Linked DNA regions of Mus musculus: region 1 is linked to region 2. The links are chromatin contacts, called in public promoter capture Hi-C maps. All regions are on one chromosome and are shown on one strand. The core of a region is the stretch at or near the end of the contact, and the rest is flanking DNA. Distances in the headings are between cores, read along the strand shown. Region 1 overlaps Elp4 (elongator acetyltransferase complex subunit 4). Region 2 overlaps Pax6 (paired box 6).

What was found. Capture Hi-C pulls out chosen DNA fragments and counts their contacts.
Region 1: a contact with region 2 is called in a promoter capture Hi-C map of pancreatic islet. The contact joins two enhancer-like sites. A contact is called at or near these places in 1 of 15 datasets of contacts at CTCF or cohesin (stem cell-derived epiblast-like cells), 32 of 484 Hi-C or Micro-C datasets (the G1E-ER4 cell line, the HPC-7 cell line, the N1E-115 cell line and 16 more), 7 of 115 datasets of contacts at active chromatin or transcription factors (a beta-TC-6 cell line, cardiomyocytes, embryonic forebrain and 2 more) and 3 of 9 other capture datasets (adipose tissue, embryonic stem cells and pancreatic islet).

The regions. Positions count from the first base shown.
Region 1 is chr2:105,788,763-105,795,006 of GRCm38.p6, reverse strand. It overlaps Elp4 (elongator acetyltransferase complex subunit 4), which reads left to right. Exons shown (of 10, transcript NM_023876.4): 8 at 382-490; 9 at 2,685-2,791. Among named protein-coding and RNA genes, the nearest start is that of Elp4, 110 kb to the left of the region's middle. Within about 2 kb of position 2,121, at least 10 of the 459 cell types and tissues checked have an H3K27ac peak or open chromatin away from gene starts, as enhancers often do. A contact at or near this core is called in pancreatic islet, where this site is marked.
Region 2 is chr2:105,685,386-105,691,387 of GRCm38.p6, reverse strand. Pax6 (paired box 6) reads right to left here. Exons shown (of 12, transcript NM_001310144.1): 6 at 5,445-5,610. Among named protein-coding and RNA genes, the nearest start is that of Pax6, 13 kb to the right of the region's middle. RefSeq lists enhancers at 961-1,461, 2,604-3,342, 4,260-4,593. Within about 2 kb of position 3,642, at least 32 of the 459 cell types and tissues checked have an H3K27ac peak or open chromatin away from gene starts, as enhancers often do. A contact at or near this core is called in pancreatic islet, where this site is marked.

The DNA of each region.
Region 1 (6,244 bases), core at 872-3,371, 110 kb before region 2:
CAGTGAGCCTCTCACCATGCTTGCCATGTGCTGTCTATCTTTCTCAGCCCTATTGTCTGCCAAGTTCTCCAGTATACAGGAGCAAAGTAATGAGAAAAGCAAAGTGTAGCCCCTGCATTAGGCCAAAGGAACAATACTTAATGTTTCCTATGAAGGTTTGCCTTGCCTTCAACTCTTCAAACTCACATAGAATACTCATGTAGCTCAAATCACTCAACTAGGAGACTATTTCATCTGTTTTTCAGACTGTAGTACATTTAACTTTTATTTATTAATGTTTCTTACCTCCACTAAGATTTGTAAGATGGTATAGTAGCATTGTGTAAATGTTTTATTTTGTAATTAATTATAACATGAGTATTCCATTTCCATGTTTTTCAGAATAAATCAATTACTACTCGTGTGAGAAATTTGTCAGATACAGTAGTTGGTCTGGAATCCTTTATTGGTTCAGAGAGAGAGACTAACCCATTGTATAAGGATTATCATGGTAAGTATCATCTCTGTCATGAAAAGCACATGTCCTGAGTGCTCCTCACATACCCGAAAGCATCCTTCTGCTCTCATTACAACATCTGCTAAACATGGTGTTTATTTTATTCCATTGTTAACATTTTTCCCTCCTGGTTAATTTTCTATTTAAGCTATTTATCAAACTAAGATTGCAGGTTATAACTGAAATTAGTCAAACCCAGGATCTGAAGTATTGTTGTGCCAGTGGCTTAAGGTTTATATGAAATCAGCCATGTTTGAAATAAGTATATTTATAAATGTCCCTAATTTTAAGATGCACAATATAAACTACCTCTGATGCACAATATAAACTACCTCTGCATTTTGAATAACAAATACTCACATTGTAACAGTGTACCAGCATTCCTGTGATATATACAGGTTTATAGTTTACAGAGCTAGCTATGCGGTATGGTACATCCCAGTCTGAGATGTAGCTTACTGGTAGAGCCTTTTCCCAATATGCACACTGATGTAGGTTCAGTCCCCAGCACTAGCACTTTAAATGGGGGGTACATATTACCTTGTCACCCTGACATGCCTAAACTCAGAAAAGTTGATTGAACATTTTACTACATTGCAGTTTTGGTTTGGTTTGGTTTGGTTTAGTTTGGTTTGGTTTGGTTTGGTTTGGTTTGGTTTGGTTGGGTTTGGTTGGGTTGGGTTGGGTTGGGTTGGGTTGGGTTGGTTTGGTTTGGTTTGGTTTGGTTGGTTTGGTTTGGTTTTGATGGTGGAGATTGAACCTCCTGCCTTGTGCATTATAAGTTATATTATCATTTATAAGTGTTCATATATAAACTTACTGAAATTGTTTTATATTCTAAATATAATTTGCTTAAAACATTTCAAAAGTTGAACTGTCATTCTGAAACAGAGATTCTGAAATCTCTGAATGAGTAAATTTTTCCTCATGTGTAATGAATAATTATATTTGTAAACTTTCTTATAATAAGAAAAACCTGAGAATAAAATAATTAATGAGTTTTATAAGGACTCCTATCTTAATAATTACCTGACCAGTACATGTACCATGAGGGAAAAATGAGAAATGTGTTGTCCTTATTCCTGTTAAACATACTTTATTTACTAAATAAGTATGTATGAGATGTTTAATTGTTATGAGCTATTAATGAGAAGTAGGTGGTAAATATGATCAAAATGCATTCTCTGGAATTTTCAAATAATTTATTACCATATTGTATTTGAAATGTAAGCATATTTATTTTGATGAATTACTTGGAAGAAAATGTTTGTAGCATTCTCTAAATCTGAATTCATGCAGATATTAGCGCGCACACACACACAGACAGAGGCAAGCCGTTCTGTAATAAGGTCTGTCTACTCCAGTCTGACATTTGGTGTCTCTTATCCCATGTTCAAGGATCAGTATCGCTGACATGGTGTTCTTAAATATGAGCTGAGTCAGGCAAAAAGATATGCTGAAGAACCTTCCATGTCTTCATCTGTGGGAACTGACCCCTGGTTTAGTCAGAAACTACACAAAAGCCATCCAGTGCCTTGTCAGTAAAGATTAGCAAGTGTTTTTGCTGATGAGGCCCAGAGCTCACGGTTTACCTAGCACTGCCGCAGAGCTTCTAATGGCCACATAAGGGCCTAACGTGCCATAAAAATCAGGGTTTCCGGATGGCGTGCAGACTAAGGTTTGATCTAGACCATGCTGAAATGTACTTTTCTTCAACAGTTTGGTCAGTGCACAAAATGAAATACTTTTTATTGGTGTTTTGCAGGTTATCAATAACCCGAAAGCCTTGTTTTGCTGGCTGCTTACTGGTGCATTTAATAAAATAAAGATTGTTGAGTGGTGCTTTGGGCAGCATGCAAGGTGATAGCCATATTTGCTTACTGTAAATACGAAAGAAAATCCCACGCAGACCGGCTGTAGTTTTGACAAGTATTAAGGTCCCTCTTTACATCTGTACTCCTGTACCAAAATGCAATTAGTTTTCCTCGCTCAAAGATTTCTGTTTATCTTATTCTGCTTGATTACTTGAGTATAATCACGCCATTTGCTCCACTGCTCCTGGTAGTCAGCTCCACTTTTAAAGGGAGGATGCTTGTGTGTAAATGTACAGATTCTGCTGTAAGACTCCTTAATTTCTGCCTCTGATGACAGTACTTAAGGCTTTCTCTTTTCATTTCCTTTCCACGAGGTTTGATCCATATACGGAAGATTCCTCGGCTTAATAACTTGACTTGTGATGAATCGGATGTCAAAGACTTAGCTTTTAAGTTAAAAAGGAAGCTGTTCACCATTGAGGTAAGAGACTTTTTATGTTTTTGTTTACTGTTTTAAAGTAAATGGTCCCCTTATGCCTGATTTTCACTGTAATAAAACATCTAAATATATTTCAGGCTACAAATTAAGTACTTTTGTTATAACAGACTAATTTTTGTTATATTTTCCTCATTCTAGTCATGTATTTTTATTCAGGTAGAACAAAAAAAGAATCTTTAATAGCTATTAAAAATAAGCTCCAAACTCAAATGATAAATACGACATGGATCTCCAAGGCTTTCAAAAGCATTTAATTAAATGTTAATGAGCTGGGCTTACTGCATGTGGAATATGAATGCTACCCACAACTGTGTATGGATAGCAAGTTTATCCCTACCTCATAAAGGTTTCTTTGTTTGTTTTATTTGGTTTGTTTTGGTTTTTAATATCAGGAAAATTCATTTAATTTTTAAAATGTTGTATTAAGCAAGGTATGAGCTATATACTAGTGGCTGTAAGTAAATTTTCTACATGTGTATTTTTGTGACCTTTCTGCAAGCAGGATGACAGAAAGCAATACAAAAGAATTATTTCAGCTCAATCTTGCTAAAGAGCAAATGAACATGGAACTATTAAGCAATTAGAGTTGATATATTTATTAATGAATTAAATGTTCAGAGAGATAGCTTTGGGTGGTGTGATACTTATCAGTATAGTTGCTGCAATTTTTTTTTAAAAAACAAAGACATAAAACAGCCAAACTGCCTTGACAAACCATTTTGTTTAATCTCTTTTCAAATGAAAAGCTCTTAAGCAGGCCACTTGTCTTAACTGCTTGAAACCATAAAAAGGGAGAATTACTACCAATAAATTAGCATATTTTTAACTTCATCACCAAACGATCATCAATGTGGCTTGGCACTGCTTTGGTGTTTGGGACTTCACCCTTAAAGTGACCACTTTGGCCCTTCTCTGACCCTCTGCCCTCTTTAAGCTGGCCACTTGATAAGGTAACTTAATGGCTCTCTCTCTTTCTCTGTCCCTTCACGTTTACAAGTAGCACTAACCTATAAATCATCATAAGGGTCCTATCCTGTGACAAATTAATGTGCCCTCCTCCTAATTAATGGTCATCAATGTCCTTAATTATCTAATCCTATTGAGGGCAGTTAATAGTTAATCAGGCAGCCAGTTCTTCAGGCAGGTCATCTCTGCAGGAGTGTTAGAAGTTCCTCATCTGGGGAATACTCCCTTCAAAAGCCACTTAAAACCCAAAGAGAAGTGTGTAGAAATAGTGATTCTTGAGCTAATTTGCTTTACTTCTCAAAAGATGCCATAGAAGTGGGGCCTAAGACTGTAATTGTGTCAGCATTGTCTCAGCTTTTCTGATGAAATACTGAGTGACTTACCCTCTAGAAAGTTTAGGTTTTAGCTTATTGTCTGGCAAAAGTATGCTTCCATTTTTTAAGTTGAATTTATTTTTCAAATATAAAATTTTCCCTCTACATGGTTATTCTTCCAACATCCCCAATATTTTTAAAACCAAGTCTATGATATCATTTTTATTATATGCAAATTAAGCAAGAATTCCTCAGTAGAAAAGTTCCTATGCCCAAAGTAGAATGATCATGTGCATCCTGTTTATGACCTTGCTCAGTGTCTCCTGGCAAGCATAAAAATGACCTGCGTAATGTCAAGTGAGACCACTCCCTTCAATAGCAATAGGTCTAATAGAAAATGCCATTTAGCCACACAGGCTTCTTGTTATCACACAAACTAAAAGAATCATAACTGTCACCTTGTGGTTTGGAAGGAGTATTTGAAAACAAGACAAAAATAAAGTCACCTTTTTAAAGAAGGCAATATCGAGTACAGTCAATCAGTCCCTGTATCATTTGGTTCTAATCAGGAAGGATTTGAGGGGTTCGTAAAGTTAAAATTCAGGGTAAAAGCCATTTTTAATGACAAAAGTAATAGAAGTACATTAATCTGACTTTTTGAAAAAAATAAAATGCAAGCTATACTCCTCTGAAAAGTCTGAAGTGGTAGTATCTTGGGCATTGAATCTGTGTGTTATTGCCAGAAGCAAAGCCTGGCTCAGTGGATAAGGCATAAGTTCTGTCTCCACACAGGCAGACTTATTGGGGTGTACCTACAGTTACATGAGTCACAAATCAGGGCTAGATGGAGGCAGAAAGCAGAGGAGGGAGGGGTGCTATTAAAGCCTACTTAGCCATTGGCCTTTGTATGACAGCTGAAGCAACTGCAGTACTTGCCAACTTGGAGTGACTCAAAGACAGAAGAGTGTTTTCTCCTTCTTAGAGCACATATTGACATTCATTCAAGTACTTCTGATTTAGAAGAAAACTTTTATCACAATAGATCATTACAGTTTCCTATAACTGTAAAGCTGCATATACTCCCCCTTATGAAAAACACAGCAGAGCTCAGTCTGCAGGGCTGACCCTGAAGCCCTACATATGTATGTACCAACCACACAAGCTCCGCTCTCTGGCATCTGGAACTTTGTGCTGGCCTCAGCACTGAGCTGAATTGACTTGCTGAACTTAGGATCTCTCTGTGGGGCAATTTGTTTTTCTTTAATACTGTTGGTATTATCATTAACTAAACTTGTTATAACTATAATGCATTGGTAAGACATAGATTTTAGGATTTGAAGTGTGACTTTGTTAAATTTGGTAGTGTAGAAACAAGTGATGATACATTATTACATTAGCTGCAGCATCTATAAAATTATTACAAAGAATTGCTTCCTTGTGGGGCAGTTTTTCACCTCTAAGCTTCGCAGGTTCAAGTTGGGAAGTATGACAATTGAGTTGTGCTGAAATTCACAAAAAGTACATCCTATAACTACTAATGTTCAGCAAATAGATGAAGAACAATTATGGAAGTTTGAACTGGTCCAAACATAATAATTAGTATATTTGGGTCTTATAAGGTAAATATTAATACCATAGACTGCCAAAGCGAATTGAGCTTGTTCAAGAATGCCTTGTGATGAGACCTCAATAACTCCACGGCCACCAAGGCCTTTTTTCTCTCACAAAATACTTGACCAGCCTGTTATTATAAACTAGCTCTTCTTGGTGTATTTACTGAATAGATTCATTCTTAACTATTAACACCAAAATTCCACGTGTTATTGCTGTAAATTAGCTTCATGATAATATGACAGTATAGCTTGATGTTGCTTCATAGAATTATCTAAAGTATTTATATTTTGCAAAGTATAAAGCCCCATAGGCTAATAGCCACTATGCTAATATTAACAGTTAAGATTATTGCACGGTATCATCAGGTCTAGATTTACTTCTCTATATTTATTTTCTGTGGCCATTCCAGTTTTTAATGATAAGTAGAGGAGTGAAGTATGTTTAGTATGCCCAAAGATAAAGAGAGAGAAGGAAACTAGCCTATCGATTCACAATGATGTCACTGAAATAATTCTAAATCCCAGTAAGTGTTAGTATCATG
Region 2 (6,002 bases), core at 2,393-4,892:
TTGGTTTTCATTTAGATGAGACCTGACAGTGCTCTCGCAAGGTCTCTTTGAATGACAAAGCAAGCCAAAAAGTTTCCAGGCAAAATGATCTTTCCCTGCCGACTCTGACTCCACATCCAGTTCCCTTGCCCTACAGAAAGTATTTACCTATGGCTGTGTTGGGAAAATAGAGTGATGTGCACGATTTCAGCTGATCTATAATCAGTAATTCCTATCTAATCAATTAGATGTTGATAGGTTTGTAGAAAATGCTATTAAGAAACCAAACCAAGCTTGTAATCTTTTTAAAAAAATATTTATCTAGTTTTTATTTGAATTCTGCACAGTCAATTTCATTTTAAAGGTTGTGAATTTAGAAGTGCTTGCATTGTTCTGCAGTTTTATTCAACCATTGTGTGAGTGTGTTTCGCCTTGACACCTATTACGAGCACAGCTGTAATTATATCATCACCAAGAACAGGCTATAATTGCTGAAAATGGAATTTTATATTTAGATAAAAGGACTGTCCATTCTTTGTAATGTGTTGCACCAGAGAAAAGTAAGATTTCTTTTAAATTTTTAACGTGTAATTTTAAAAGAGAGACGGCGGAGAGTTCACTAACTAGCTAAATATGCTAAGCTGCAGCTGAGTCCTTGGCATATCATTTAAGTGGTACATTTTTAATTAGGGCATTTCCACCACTTTTAATGTAATTTCTATCATTAAACAGGGAAAGTTTCATTGTTTTCCTTTGCGCTTGGTGAAGAGCTGTGCACTTGGGCTAACCGGCTCTGCTGTGCACCTTTCGGGCAAGGCGGCAGCCTGTGGGAAGGAAAGGACTCAGGCCTTGGCTGGGCTTCCCAGGGCACTGCAGGCTGTCTTGGGTCCTGAGGCCTGTGGCCCCCACGGGATACCAACAAGAACTGTTCTCTCCGGATCCTAGAAACTTGGCTAGTTTGGGGGGAGGGGGCGCCAGGCCTCTGTGGGAATCGACTTGGCCAGGAATATCATTTATAACCAGGAGACAATAGGCCGCGCCTTCAAAGCGTTCAGGGAATTGTGACAGGATCTAGTGGGATCTTTTCAGGAACTTTGAAATGTTTTAAAACCCCAACTTTCTCCCCCATTTAAACAGGCGGATTCATCGGCACTGGCCACCATATGGGCCCTTGGAGATCTATTGAGATGACCACCAACACTTGAATAGCGAGGGGCTGCTTTTCAGCACCACACAATGCCCCGCGAGTAAGGGAAACTATTAAACTCCTGGGGCAGGAGCGTTGGCAAACTTTCGTGGGCAGAATTTTGAGGCCACAATAAGCACGGACAACAAAAGGATTCTCTCGAGGCGTGCAGCGGGCCACATTGTGTTACAAGAAGCTCAGTCAACAGACTTTTCAGCGAAGTGTGTTAACCCCTCTGCACTGCTATCATTAATCACTGTCCGGAGAGCGGGCGCCGCGGTGCTATTTAGGGCGCTTGGCTGGGGGGTGTGGGGGGGGTGGATGGGGGGCCAGGGTAGGGGGTGGAGGGAAGTGGGGAGGGTGGATGGGGACCAGAGCTGGGGCTGAGGGGAGGCTAAAGGAGAGAAGCTAAAGAGGAAGGATGGTGTGGGGGAGGGGCAGAGAAAGATGGAGGGCTCCAAAGAGATGGTGGTCAAAAAGGATAAGAAGGGACAGAGGGGAAATGTTGAGGAAAAAGAGACTGGAGAGTCGACGGAGAAGGGAGAAAACCACGAAAAGGAAAAGGAGGAGGGAGCGTGTATTGGTAAACAAGCCGCAGGCATCTTGCCCTACTTCAGATGAATGGGGGAGGGGAGGGTCGCCTGCCGAAGGAGACGCGCCGAACTCACGTGTAGGGGCACAAGTGGCTGTACTAATTTGCTGCCCCAGGTCTCTTGAGGACTCTTCAAAGTGGTCCCCCCACCCAGGGGGGAAAATGATGAGAGCCTGTTCCTTTTCCCTTTTATTGTCGGATTCGGTGAAGGAGGATACATTTTTGTCCCCCACCCCACCCCACCCCGTTGGAACTACTAAAAAAGTCCATCGGTTACTGCTTTTGGAAAACACAATCCTGCCTGGTCACTTATGCCTCCACCCAAAAGAAAAGCCCTGTCCCTTCTCTAGCACGTTAGATCTTGTCAATTAAACAAAGCTGGGGGTCTCCCTCTGAAGACGCCAGCACATAGCGTTTCTCTATTCTCATCTGCTTCTTGGACATCCTCTTCATTTTAAAGCATGGGGGTTATATTGACAGTCCTCCACGCTCAGGCACTACTTATAGATTAGCATGTGCTGGTTACATAAACCTAGGATTTGCGCTACCTTGAAAAATGATATTTAGGGACAAAAAAAAAAAAGTCTAGAGGAGCAGGAAAATGGCATTTAAACCCCGTTTTGCTGCTTCTTTTTAAAAGTGGAGTTAGAGAACGCTACGGGATTCACCGCCGCCTGCCCGCCCGCTGCCGCCGCCTCTTAACCAGCCCAGAAAGCAACCCTGAAAATGTGTTCACTACTTTAAAAGTAGCAAGTGTTTGCAGCCAGGTGACTGAGTGCTCACTTAGATAGAGCTGGAGGGTTTTTTGCTCCCTCCCCCCAACCCCACCCCCGCCTTTGGTGGCTTTACCTTCCACCCTTAAATCTTTTAAGAAACTAAAAATAGAAGTTAGAGCTTTCTAATTCCCCCACACGATAAACTTAAGTGGCAGACAATTAAGATATCTCCTTTAAAAGGCGTCCCCTCCTAGCGGCGCAAAGAAGGGACCTTCAATGGGCGCCGTGCACCTCCCAGGCTAATCCCAGAGAAGAGTGAAAGCGCCTCCCATTATCCCAGCCCCAGGACCATCTGACGCAGGGGATAGGATTTGTTTCCTGGAAGAAGAAGAGGAGAGAGAGAAAGAGAGAGGGAGAGGCGGGGAAACAGAAAAGAAAAAAGAAAAAAAAAAAGACGCTGGGAAATAAAATCATTCCTTAGTTTCTTAGTGTCTTAATCAGTGAGGCGGAAAACAAGCAAGAAAAGATAGCAACGCGGTTGCGGAACCTTTTCAGCTCCGGAGCGCAGATCAAAACATTGAAGCATCTGTTGAAAGGAGGCTGACTAAATCCTATAGAGGGCCTGGGTATTATGGGGGTTGGGGCGAGGGAAGGAGATGAGAAAAAGTGTCTTCGTGATCCCTAAAACCACCAAATCGCTGGAGAATTGGGGCTGGAATAGAGTCGTCTCGTTATTGTCAGCCCACGTCGTCAGGATTTTATTCACCGCCGCGTGGCGTAGATCAGATGGAAACCATATTTGTCTCCCTCAGAGACCTAACCTCTCCTTATGCTTCTGGAAATGGACTCTTTACAACCCCAGATCAGCCTCTTGGGCTGGAAAGGAGGCCAGGGAGGGAGGGAGACCCTCTTAGCACCAAAGGGCCAGAGAGATCCCCAGGAATTTAAGCCTGGATAGCTGACACCACAGACCGAAGTCCCCACGCCCAAGATTCTCCTTTCCAGCCACTCTTCCTCCCCACACTGGAGGCGGAGCAGAGAGCCTGGGGGAAAATGCACTTAGGTGGGGGTAAATAAGGTGGGTGGGTGGGACATTCAAGAAGTGTATGACCCAGCACACTCTAGTATCTAGCTGCCTTGAGTTAAAAGTCCCTGAACTAGCGCCACCTCTCGCCCTCAGCGGTCACCACCAGGCCTTTCCCTTTTAGTCTCTAGTTGTCCAGCTCTCCAGGAGGAAAACGTGCCCTAAGCAGGCAACACTTCCTCTAGCGGAAGTTATTGCCCTGGACTTTAGTCTTGGCACCCAGAGACAGGAAGAGGGTGTTCATTCCCTGGTCTCCATGCAAACCTGAGCCCCAAACGCCAGGGAGCACAGGAGTGGAGGGCTTCTGAACTCAGCCCTCCTAGATCTGAGCTTCTGGGCCTATTGCCCACGACCGAGACACCTTCGATCAAGTGGGCGGGGAAGGGCTTAGCAGAACTTTAGAGTGCTGGGGGTGGAGAGTGGATGGTCACCAGTTGAGGTTCTAGCTTCTCTGGGGTGTGTTCTTTGGGAATGCATGGAGGAGTCAAACCTCAGGCCCTGCATGGTTGGTTATATCTTTTCCTAGCTGATCTTTATAGACACCGGAGATGCCTGGACCTGTGAGCACTCTGAGCTCCAACTCAAAGCTGCAGGTTCGAGGTCACCTGAGCCGCGGCGAGGTGTCACCCAAGGGAGCCCGGGCCTGTACATCAGAAGCCTGCACTGACCAAGAGCGGCAGCGGTGCTGGGAAAACCAGAAAGGAACACTTTTCTCCCTACCGTCCCAGTGTCCGTCCTATATTGTTTTCTGCTCTTAAAACTGACATGTCTAATTGGCAATTGGTGCCGAATCGTGTCCAGAGGTCTCTTGTGGAACATTTCTACAGCTGTCTCCTTCAGCTAGACGCTTATTCATGTCGCCTTAATGAGAAACAAAACGTTCTCTAATGAGCAATTACAGAGCGACAGGATTGTTCCCATAACAAATTCTTGCAAGTGACAGAAGCATCCTTTGTACCAGATATTTCGCATACTGTTACCGATTTTCCCTTCTCTAACCCGGCTCTGTGGAGGCGCCCTGCACGCGGGGCCGGTCTAAGAGCTCACCGATTCACAGCAGCCCCTTCGCCATCCCTGGGCAGCCCCCCCCCCCCCCCCCGGCCCTATGCCCCAGGCTCTGTGGTGCTCCGGGGGAGTGAGACTCCTCGTCCCATTATCCCCGCATATTATCTCCTTGTCACGAACACAACAAATACCGATTAATCTTCGAAGTAAACTGTTTCCTATTCTTGACCAAGTTACCTCGGTGTGAGTGGGAAGGAGAGAGAGCCAACCCACCCGCTCTTCTTCCTGCACCCTTCTCACAGATCCTGGGAAAGGAAAACATAGTTCCTATCTGCCCCCTGGCCCCAGAACCTCTTCTCTTAGCCTCAGCCCAGTACTCGGTTTCCCTACCCCACTTGTAACCAGTTGCAACCACCGAGAATAAGAACTGGAACTGGGGGGGGGGGAGTACATGGGTTAAAGTTGGGGGAGGGAACTGGCCATGCACATGGGGTTAGGGGGTCCGCCTTCTCCTACCACCTTACTCAAAGTTACATAATTGTCAATTACTTCAAAAGCAAATAATACAATTATATTTACTTTGCAGTCTCTCGGTGTGTTAACTTGTCTCAGTTGTACTGCGAGTGCACACTACTGCATTATAATGTCAAATTTGAATAAGGCACCACTAGGTTCGACCTTACACATGTACAATCTCCTAACCACTTCATACAACCCTTGACATACATAATCCTTACAGTCACCAAGATGCTTTCACAAACACCAATTACAAAGTGAGGTTGGGGTACCTAAGCCTTCCAGGATTGTACCCTCTTTAATCTCCTAGGTACTGGAAGCCCAGAGGAGTAAAACACTTCAGGAAGGTGGCTGCTTGAGTTTTACCTTGCGTGGGTTGCCCTGGTACTGAAGTCCCGGGATACCAACCAGGGCGTGTGCCCCAGCTTCCGGTCTGCCCGTTCAACATCCTTAGTTTATCATACATGCCGTCTGCGCCCATCTGTTGCTTTTCGCTAGCCAGGTTGCGAAGAACTCTGTTTATTGATGACACCTGCAAATCAAACCAAATGGTAGTGTCTCCGAAAGACACGTAGTCACCCCATCTTAGGTCCCCATCTCAGCTCTCCCAAGCTTTAAAGAATGACCCCACTACACATGCAAAAGCTCCCAGCCATCCTGGAACAGTCTGTGGATTTTTAACTTATTTTGTGGAAAGAATGGCAGCTATCATTTTGTTCCTGGAAATGAAGTTGGGTGTAAAGGAGGGAGCAGTCCTTCACCTCTGTAGATATCACGAATAACCGCTCACTGGGCTGCTCCGCTTTGATCCAAGACTCAGTGATAAAAGACTTACTTTAGAGATCTACTTTATCGGAGAGCAGAAATGGATGCATGTTGCCTGAAAGAAGCTTCAGGAAAATGCTTTGAGGGGAATTTAGAATC